Linked DNA regions of Danio rerio: region 1 is linked to region 2. A link is a contact called in public Hi-C data. All regions are on one chromosome and are shown on one strand. The core of a region is the stretch at or near the end of the contact, and the rest is flanking DNA. Distances in the headings are between cores, read along the strand shown.

Region 1 (5,119 bases), core at 2,407-4,906, 79 kb before region 2:
CTGAACTCAAACCGAAATTAAGTTTAGCTCACTCCACATGCAGATAATTACATTTATGCAAGGAAAAACTCAGTTTTGACATCGTTTCTGAAAACAAAACTCAGCATGTTTTACTTGTCTGCAAAGTGCTTCTCAGTTTAAGGATTTTCAGATATTTGGAGACAAAAACTCAGAGAAGCGTTATTTGCAATGCACAAGCAATCATGAGGAAGTCTAAAAGCTGGATGCTCTTCATAATAAACCGTGGTCATTCTTAAATAACAGGCCGTCTGAAATGTGAGCTGCTTTTGAACAGCCTTTGTATGAGGAGCAGAAGAGCATTGGCTGCGAGCGAATGACGTACATTCAGCTCCGTTCATTGTCTTCAGATCTGATTCACAGCTCTCTCTCTGGGGTGCGCTCGCAAATACACACCTCACCCTGAGAAAACCAGAGCTCTTTTCATCCTCACATCTATCCATCTAAATTAGACCTGCACAATATATCATTTCATCATCGATAATAAAGTTGATCACTTGCATGCTTTTAAAGAGATAGTTCACTAAGAAATGAAAATGCACTCATTATTTACTGCCTCGAGTGTTATAGACTTGAGTTTCTTTTATTGAACACAAAAGAAGATACTTTGAAGAATGCTGGAAACCAGTAACCATTGACTTCCATTCATTTATTTTCCTTCGGCTTAGTCTCTTATTTATTAGGGGTGCCGTGCCACAGCAGAATGAACCGCCAAGTATTCCAGCACATATTTTTTATGCAGGGGATGACCTTCCAGCTGCAAACCATTACTGGGAAACACCCATACACTCTCATGTTCATACACACACTCGTACACTACGACCAATTAAGTTAATTCAATTCACTAATAGCGCATGTGTTTGGACTGTGGGGGAAACTGGAGCACCAGAAGGGAAACCCACGCCAACACGGGGAGAACATGCAAACTCCAAACAGAAATACCAACTGGCCCAGATGGAAGTCAATCCAGCGACCTTCTTGCTTTGAGGCGACAGTGCTAACCACCGAGCCACCATGCCGCCCAATTGACATCCATAAAAAATATTATGGAAGTTAATGGTTTCAGCTTTCTTCAAACATTCTTCAAAATATCTTCTTTTGTGTTCAACAGAAGAAAGAAAGTCAAACAGTATTGGAACAAGTAAAGGGTGAGTAAATGATAACAGAGTGTTCATTTTTGGGTGAACTGTGCCTTTAAGACCTGAGAGAGTTTAATGCAGGGGTGGCCAAACATGGTCCTGGAGGGCTGGTGTCCTGCTGAGTTTTGCTCCAACTTGCTTCAACACACCTGCCAGGAAGTTTCTAGTATATGTAGTAAGAGCCTGATTAAGCGGTTCAGGGCTGTTTGATTAGGGTTGGAGCTAAACTCTCCAGAACACCGTCCACGACCAAGTCTGCAGACCTTTGGTTTAAAGCAGGGGTGGCCAACCCTAATCCTGGAGAGCCACTTCCTGCATATATTAGTTGCAACCGATATCAAACACACCTGAACCAATTAATTAGGACCTGAACACCACGTGATAATTACAGGCAGGTGTGTTTGATATGGGTTGCAACTGAAATCTGCAGGAAGGTAGATCTCCAGGAACAGGGTTGGCCACCCCTGGAATAGACTAAATAAGTTCCTCAAAATAGCAACGCGCCTCAACACGCCTCCTTTTGCAAACCAGAACGCCTATAGGTGCACATATGAGCGCAAATGCATTTGCTATTTAAACAGCGTGGCGCAAAACGTCAAAACGATTCTTGCGCCGAGCTGAAACTAGCAGACAACATTTGCGTATCGCCTTGTGCTGGGTGTATGACAGGGCCCTCAGAGCTCCACATGAGGTTATTAATTAGCATATAATCTAACTGCTCTTATAACTTAATGTAAACATTAGGTGAGCAGGGTACATTGTAACCCCGTGTCCTAACAACCCACAATGTGACGAGATTTGCAGTCATAAGCAATTTGGCTGTTTGCACCAGATGAAACACGACAGAAATTTAAATACAGCAATTAGAAGCACAAAACACGCACTCAGTCACGAAATGGTAATGTTTATAATCTAATTAATACATATTAACCCTCTTTAATGTTATTATATGTAGATGCTGAATCACTGATTTGGGTTGTTTGCACTGAGTCACAGTTCTGAAAAGTGGCGTAGCGGACGGGCCCACGTGTGTGATTAGGGGTCCCCGCCGCTTTCAGTTTGTGATCGCTCCTCAGTTTGTGCAGGATTCCCTGTGTTGTCACTCCACCCCGCCCCCTTTCCCACTCCTCAGTTTGCGAAGGATTCCCCGCGTTGTCGCTCCACCCCGCCCCCTTTCCCACTCCTCAGTTTGTGAAGGATTCCCCGCATTGTCGCTCCACCCCGCCCCCTTTCCCACTCCTCAGTTTGCGAAGGATTCCCTGCATTGTCGCTCCACCCCGCCCCCTTTCCCACTCCTCAGTTTGTGAAGGATTCCCCGCATTGTCGCTCCACCCCGCCCCCTTTCCCACTCCTCAGTTTGCGAAGGATTCCCCGCGTTGTCGCTCCACCCCGCCCCCTTTCCCACTCCTCAGTTTGTGAAGGATTCCCCGCATTGTCGCTCCACCCCGCCCCCTTTCCCACTCCTCAGTTTGCGAAGGATTCCCTGCATTGTCGCTCCACCCCGCCCCCTTTCCCAATCCTCAGTTTGCGAAGGATTCCCCGCGTTGTCGCTCCACCCCGCCCCCTTTCCCAATCCTGTTTGCGAAGGATTCCCCGCGTTGTCGCTCCACCCCGCCCCCTTTCCCACTCCTCAGTTTGTGATCGCTTCCCCGCGTAGTCCCCCCCTCAACTGGGGGCCCTGTCAGTGATCCCTGCAGGGGGGCCTCCGCATTTTGCGCTACGCCACTGGTTCTGAAGTTTAATTTCAAATGGTTTATTTTATTCTCAAGATCTGAGGTGAACACTCTGCTGCTGCTTTCAGTAGTATGGAAAAATTTCATGTAAAATGGCTTTCAAACTCACATTATTAGCATTTAACGCTGAATAAAGCACATGAGCTGTACCTGAGGTGATCACTGTCAGTTTTATGTTGTTCAGCCGTTTCTAAAATAGAAAAATCAGGTGTCGGTTAAGACAAAAACTTCTTTTAATATGGAAAATATTCGGCTATCTATCGCATGCCGTTGCTTTTATTTAGAACTTGACTTAAATCAGGCTTAATAGTCAGACACACTCCTGTTGGTGCCGTCAATCTGGCAACCTGCGTGTTTTGAACCCGCATGCAATACCTAGTTCAACCACTGGGTGTCAAACTTACATACTGCTCCTTTAAGAATTGTGTTGTTTCAACCCCTTTTCAATAAGTAGACCAAACAAGCAGCAAAAGACATTGTTTTTTTAGTGTGAATAAAATGTGACCACCAATCTCATGTACAAGTGAACAAAACATTAGATTAATCTAGAAAGAGTTTATTATGCCGTCCCACCCTTCGGGTTTGCCCTTACGCCGCCTCCAGCCACTCAAAACAAGAAGTGTACATTACCATACATTCACTCTAATCTCCTGTCCAAATCAATCAACATATATGGCTAGTCCCGTTATGTGCATAAATACACGGACACGACGCACATTCATGCATTCACGCAGACGTATGAGGGCCAACCCAGAGGCACAACTCCTCTATTGTGAGATTTACATGCACAAATAGTCCTACAGCATTCCCCCCGAAATACACATCTAAGCCAACCTAACACATTCATCTACCACGGTACATTATAGTGTCTTATATCGGAGTATAAACAGCCGCTCTCCTGCCAGAAACTCCGGCATTTGTGTTCAAAGATTACCTGGGTCAAAGGTCGCACAGCGTGTCAATACTCAAACAAATACAAAGGCCTATGTGCTTGTGCGCACGTGAACGAACACACACACACACACACACACAGTTTTGACTGTCTTGAAGTCTGTTAAGTAGTGTCGGTCTGGTTGCTGGTCGTCTCTCTGTAACTCTGGCTGGTGCGTGTGTGTGTTTTCTCCAACAGAGGGAGACAAAAGTTTGCGGGAAACAGACACTGAAGCTGGTTGAGTGTTTCCCGTAATGAAGAGGACTTCCTCTCTCTCTGAAATTAGCAGGTGTTTTCTTCTGGACCTGGAATTTCTTCCGGTTTCTATCCAGTCCTGGGTAAATATAAATAGAATTGAATAGAAGTTGTTATAATAATTTTTTTCTTCTGGAGAATTTTTACTTTATCTGGTATAAAAAAAAAATACCAACTGCGCCACCGTGCTGCCCTTAATTATTTATTTACTAATTTAATTGTTTGTTTACTAATTTAATTTATTTACTTATTTAATTACTTATTTAATTATTTATTTACTAATTTAATTATTTATTTACTAATTTACTTACTAATTTACTAATAATTTAATTATTTATTTACTTATTTAATTCCTCATTTTCCCTAATTAAATTATTTATTTACTATATTAATAATTTATTTACTTATTTGTTTATTTACTAATTTCATTTATTTACTTATTTAACTTATTTACTTACTAATTTCATTTATTTACTTATTTAATTTATTTAATTATTTAACTTATTTAATGTATTTACTCATTTAACTTATTTAATTTATTTACTTAATTATTAACTAATTTAATTTATTTACTTATTTAATTTATTTACCTATTTATTTTCTTATTTAATTATTTATTTACTAATTATTTTTAACTGATTTATTTACAATTTACTAATTTAATTTCTTTACTTATTTAATTATTTGCTCATTTAATTATTTATTTCCAAATTTTTTCCTAATTTTATTATTTATTTACTAATTTACTTATTTAATTATTTATTTACTGATTTAATTATTTACTAATTTACCTTTTTACTTAAGAATTAGCTTATTTAATTATTTATATAATTATTCTTTTTCTTTATTAATTATTTATTTACTTATTTTCTTACTCATTTACTTTTATTTACCAATTTATTTACTAATTTAATTATTTACTTATTTACTTAGCAATTTACTTATTTACTTTTTAAACTATTGATTTACTTAAATGAGTATTTACTAATTATTTCTTTATTTACTTATTCAAGTATTTACTTCATTAACACAGACTCAAATCC
Region 2 (5,105 bases), core at 1,031-3,530:
GACAGACAGACAGACAGACAGACAGACAGACAGACAGACAGACAGACAGACAGACAGATAGATAGATAGATAGATAGATAGATAGATAGATAGATAGATAGAAGCAGATTTTGATTTAAAACATTGTCTGAAAAGAAGAATAAAACCCTTCAAACCCATCGCACAATGTAGAATTGTAAGCCAGCAATATAAAGTGATAATCAATTAAAAAGGCACTTACGATTCGTGGTAGATCGACGCTAATTGTAAACAGCTGACTTTAGAGCAGGAGACGGTTGACTCTGCGCGGGAAAAGACAATTTCATTCATGTATATAATCTATTTACCTCACGTTCTTGCTAAAAACTTGTACGTCCAACATTATGCAATACATTCCATAAAGTAAATTCAGCAAGTAACTTATGTGACTACCCAATGATTATCAATAACCATGTTATCATCAAAACAACATTAATTAATGGTAAGCCTACTTTTTGTCAGAGAAAACGAGGTTCACTTCAATCAAGCCTCTCTCTTTTACACACACTGCCCTCTAATGGACACGCACATGAAAAACAGCTTATTACCCATTCACAGCTGTACGAGTACACACACACACACACACACACACACACACACACACACACACACACACACACACATACACACACACACATACACAGACAAACACAAGGCCTGCAGAAGCGCAAACACAGACACAAAGCAGGACTGCTGTGTTAACAGTAACCGTGGCGATACAGCCACACTGAGAAGACGACTAGTGTAGTGTACATTAATTATATCTTGAATCAAGGAATAGACGTATACATATAAGGAAAAAGAATAAATTATAAAGGAATAAATCAAGCATAATGTGTGAGGATGTGTGAATAGGTTAGCTGTTACTACTGTAATGTATATGAAGTAGCCTATATAGAGTCCATTTACGCATATAACAACAATTTTCTTTTTATAATGATAATTTATAAATTATCTACTAAGTTACAAAAGTTATTTTGAAGATTATATACATCAAATAACCTGACCTGCAGCCTAATGAAAGAAGTATAAAATACAAATATTGGTGAAATAATGTTTCCTTTTAACATTTAGCTATATAAAAAATTGAACAACATATACGCCTAAAACATTCTGAACTTCTAATTAAATACAATGATTGATTGTTTAATTTCTTTAAAGTACAAAACCTTTGCAAACTTAAGGATATTAGAAATTGATTTTAAATTAACCTATAATGAATTAATTGTTATGCTTAAATGGCATTTTAAAATATACTTAGTGTAAACATGCCTGACTAAGGAATTATATAGACCGGCCTATTTAATGTAGCCTATTAATAAGCCTATAATCAGTCAATATGCTTTATTTATTATTATTATTATTATTATTATTATTATTATTATTAATAGGCCTAATAATAATAATAATAATAATGGGTGTCACAATGGTGCAGTGGGTAGCTCGATCACCTCACTGCTAAATAAGTTGGTGGTTCATTCCGCTGTGGCGACCTCTGATTAATAAAGGGACTAAGCAAAAAAGAAAAGGAATGAATTAAAAAATAATAATAATAATTATAACAAAAACGTGTACCTTAAATTGCATGGGTATATTTTAGCAAAGCCAAAAAATATGGGTCGAAATGATTGATTTGTTGATTATCGATTAATTAATTGATTGTTTTTTTAGATATATGCTATGAAGATACTGTAAATAAAATCAAAACTCTATTTTTGATTAGTAGGCTTCATGTGTAACTTAATAAACATGTTTAGATAGCCTATGTTTATTTATATGAACCCTCAGATTTCAGATTTTCAAATAGTCTTATCTCACACAAATATTGTCCTAACAAAGTAGCCTGTTCATCAATGGAAAGCTTATTTATTTAGCTTTAAGACGATGATTTATCCTATAAATCTCAAATAAAAATATATGAAATTATTTTAGCCTACAAATATCAATACATAAAAGAAAATTCAACATATTCTAATGTATGAAACATGCATTTGGCTGCAGACACTTTTTTGTATTGCTTTCAAACCAAACCTCTTTCAACCAGTGGATGGGTATGGGATGTCCTCCTCGTTAATATAGTCAAACAAACCCGTGTGTGTGTGTGTGTGTGTGTGTGTGTGTGTGTGTGTGTGCGTGCGTGCGTGTGTGTGTGTCTGTCTCTTCTGTGTGTGTGTGTGTGTGTGTGTGTGTGTGTGTGTGTGTGTGTGTGTGTGTGTGTGTGTGTGTGTGTGTGTGTGTGTGTGTGTGTGTGTCAGCTCTCTGTGTTACCGGGGAGACGCTCCAGCAGCAGGATGCGGAGTATCCGGTAACGCGCTCGTAGCTTTTCCAAAAGATGCGGCTTCGCGATATCTTCCCGCTACCGCAAGTCTGACAGACGCTGATTGAATATCCTGTGCCCGATTTAAAACTTTCAATGCTTTTTTAAAACTTTCTCGATTCTTCAAGGACAGGTTTTTCTTTTATTTTGAGGTGAGCGTTGATTTGATCATGCTTGACCCTTTCATTATTTTGTAAACCCTCTGGACAGCTCTGTAGGACAGTATGGGCAGTCAATCAAACTCATGCATTGATCATTTCTGCACAAATCCCGATGGAACGGCGAGAAACGGAACAGAATGACGCCGGTGTGGAATCAGCGACCGGGGCGAGAGCCACCGAGACCCAGATGGGGACTCGCAGGTGCGTTCAGATCATTAATTAATAAATAAATGCATGCAAATAAAAGGGTCAGTATCTGTAAAGGTTTAACCAGGTCAGTTAACTAGTCCACACTCGCAGGTTCGAAAGACTACACTGCAAAAAAATGCTTTTCTCACTTTTTGTCTTGTTTCTAGTTCAAATATCTACAAATTCTTAAATCAAGAAGCATTTTCTAGTCAAGCAAAACACATTGTCTTGTTTTAAGAAATAACATGCCAAAATAAAGTGAGTTTTTCCTTAAATCAAGCAATAATATAATATAAAAGAATATAAAATAATCTGCCAATGGGGTAAGCAAAATAATCTTGTTTTTCGATTTGTGATAAGATTATTTTGCATACGCCATTGGCAGATTATTTTACTTGATTTAAAGAAAAACTCTCTTCATTTTGGCATATTATTTCTTAAAACAAGACAATATGTTTTGCTTGTCTAGAAAATGCTTCTTGATTCGAGAACCTTTAGACATTTGGACTAAAACAAGACAAAAAATCTAAGTAAGAAAAGCATTTTTTGCAGTGTATTAGAAGATTAAGTTAATTGTGTGCCATTAAATGCATCATAAATGTGAATCAGCGACCTTAAGAATATGCTGTTATAATAATCAACGTTATTTTTATATTTTAATGTCATTATATTTTACATTAAAGTGACAATTCACACAGAAATAAAAATGGATGAGTGAGTTGTCGCATGTTTCCTTTTATCTGCTAAACACAAAATGAGTTTGTTTGTTTATATACTTTATTGTCCCTCAAGGGGAAAATTTCCTGTAGACTCACCCAGCACTTCAGCAGGTTCTGACTCAATAACAATTTAAAAGAATAAGTCAACATGCAAAGAATTACACACACTATTGTTCAGTGTTCAATAGTCTGATTGACACTGGAATAAAAGAGTTCTTAAATCTGCTCCGTTTCCAGCGGAAAGTTCTGTATCTTCTTCCAGAAGGTAAAAGTTCGTAAGATGGGAAGAGTACATGAGGTGGGTTAGATTAGGTAAATTCTTTTAGCTTCAGTCAGAGTGCATTGCTCGTAGTGTTTGTATATTAATAAAAGTTTCAGATCCTATTAGTCTTGTAGCAGTTCTGATAATATTAAACATTTTTGATTTCAGATTTACAGAAAGATTGCCATACCATGTAGATAGACCATACCTGATAACACTTTTAAACACAGTTTGATAAAATAAGTACATGATTTTCTTATCAACACCATAAAACCGTTATTTTGTTATTTTGAAAATAAAAGTAATAAAACACTATAATAGGAAAAACAAATACTATGAAAATCAATTGTTCCAGGTTTAATTTTTTTTTATTTAAATGTCATATTTTTACTGTACATTAAAGTGATAGTTCACCCAAAAATGAAATTTATTTAATATTTATTAGTCAATTTTAAGTCTTATTTGAGTCAGGTATGTTTAAACCTGTAACCATTGACTTCTATAGGGAAAACAAATGTTTTGGAAATCAATGGTAATGCTTATAACATTTTACAAAATATCTTCTTTTGTGTTCATCAGAAAAACAGATACTCAAACAGGCTTGTGACTATAGTGAAGAATGAGTAAATGATGACAGAATAGGTTTTCTTTTTGTGTGAACTATTAAATAAATTGATCACAAACAATTTACAATTGTGACGTGCTTAAATATGATTTCTGCAAAGCAAGAACTCAAATCAGGCTTAATTAATATGCTTAATCAGTTTTACAATAACATTGCTTTGTAATTGAAAACCTATGGGGTCCCTTGGATGGCTCCTCTTAAAAAACACCCCTTGTTAAAACTATTGGATGACTCTCAAGGAACACGGGGATTGGTTTCTAAACTATACACATACTTTTCGGAAAAAATGTACCTCCCTCTGTCATTAGACTCCTCTTGGAGATCAGATATCTCAGAACTGTCTCCCACCTTTGACTGGGATGAAGTCTGGGCAATGGTAATGCTTGCGTCCAGAAATCCTGATCATCAACAGATTCACTTAAACTTCATCCATAGGACTTATATTACTCCACGCAAACTTTATAGCATGAAGCTTAAACCTGATCCTAAATGCACTCTCTGTCACACAGGTGAAATTGGTACATTCTTTCACATGATTTGGGACTGTCCTGGGCTTGGTTACTTTTGGAATATGGTTAAACAAAATTTATCTTCACTACTAAACGTTTCAATCCCTCTCGCCCCCTCTATTTTCATCTTAAATGATTTTTCTGGCATTCAACTTAATAAAACTCAAAAGCGAGTGTTTTTAGCTGGCTTGACTGCAGCCAAGAAAATAGTTGCAACAAGATGGAAGCCCCCTCATTCTCTTAATCATCATTTTTGGATTAATACTTTTATTGACATTGTATATATGGAAATGTCCACTGCTCGC

The links. A called contact is a pair of places that touch in the nucleus more often than the background predicts.
Region 1: a Hi-C map of an unstated tissue shows a contact between it and region 2, with 2.5 times the contacts expected there. The contact joins the enhancer-like site here to the promoter of dclk3 in region 2. A contact is called at or near these places in 2 of 18 Hi-C or Micro-C datasets (hematopoietic stem cells and an unstated tissue) and 2 of 4 datasets of contacts at active chromatin or transcription factors (caudal fin and embryo).

What each region holds. Positions count from the first base shown.
Region 1 is chr19:45,936,983-45,942,101 of GRCz12tu, reverse strand. nkain1 (sodium/potassium transporting ATPase interacting 1) reads right to left here. Exons shown (of 8, transcript NM_200545.1): 8 at 3,431-4,155. The coding sequence ends at 4,146. Among named protein-coding and RNA genes, the nearest start is that of pum1, 5.5 kb to the left of the region's middle. Within about 2 kb of position 3,656, at least 5 of the 62 cell types and tissues checked have an H3K27ac peak or open chromatin away from gene starts, as enhancers often do.
Region 2 is chr19:45,856,934-45,862,038 of GRCz12tu, reverse strand. dclk3 (doublecortin-like kinase 3) reads left to right here and starts at 2,280. Exons shown (of 5, transcript XM_009294434.5): 1 at 2,280-2,697. The coding sequence starts at 2,634.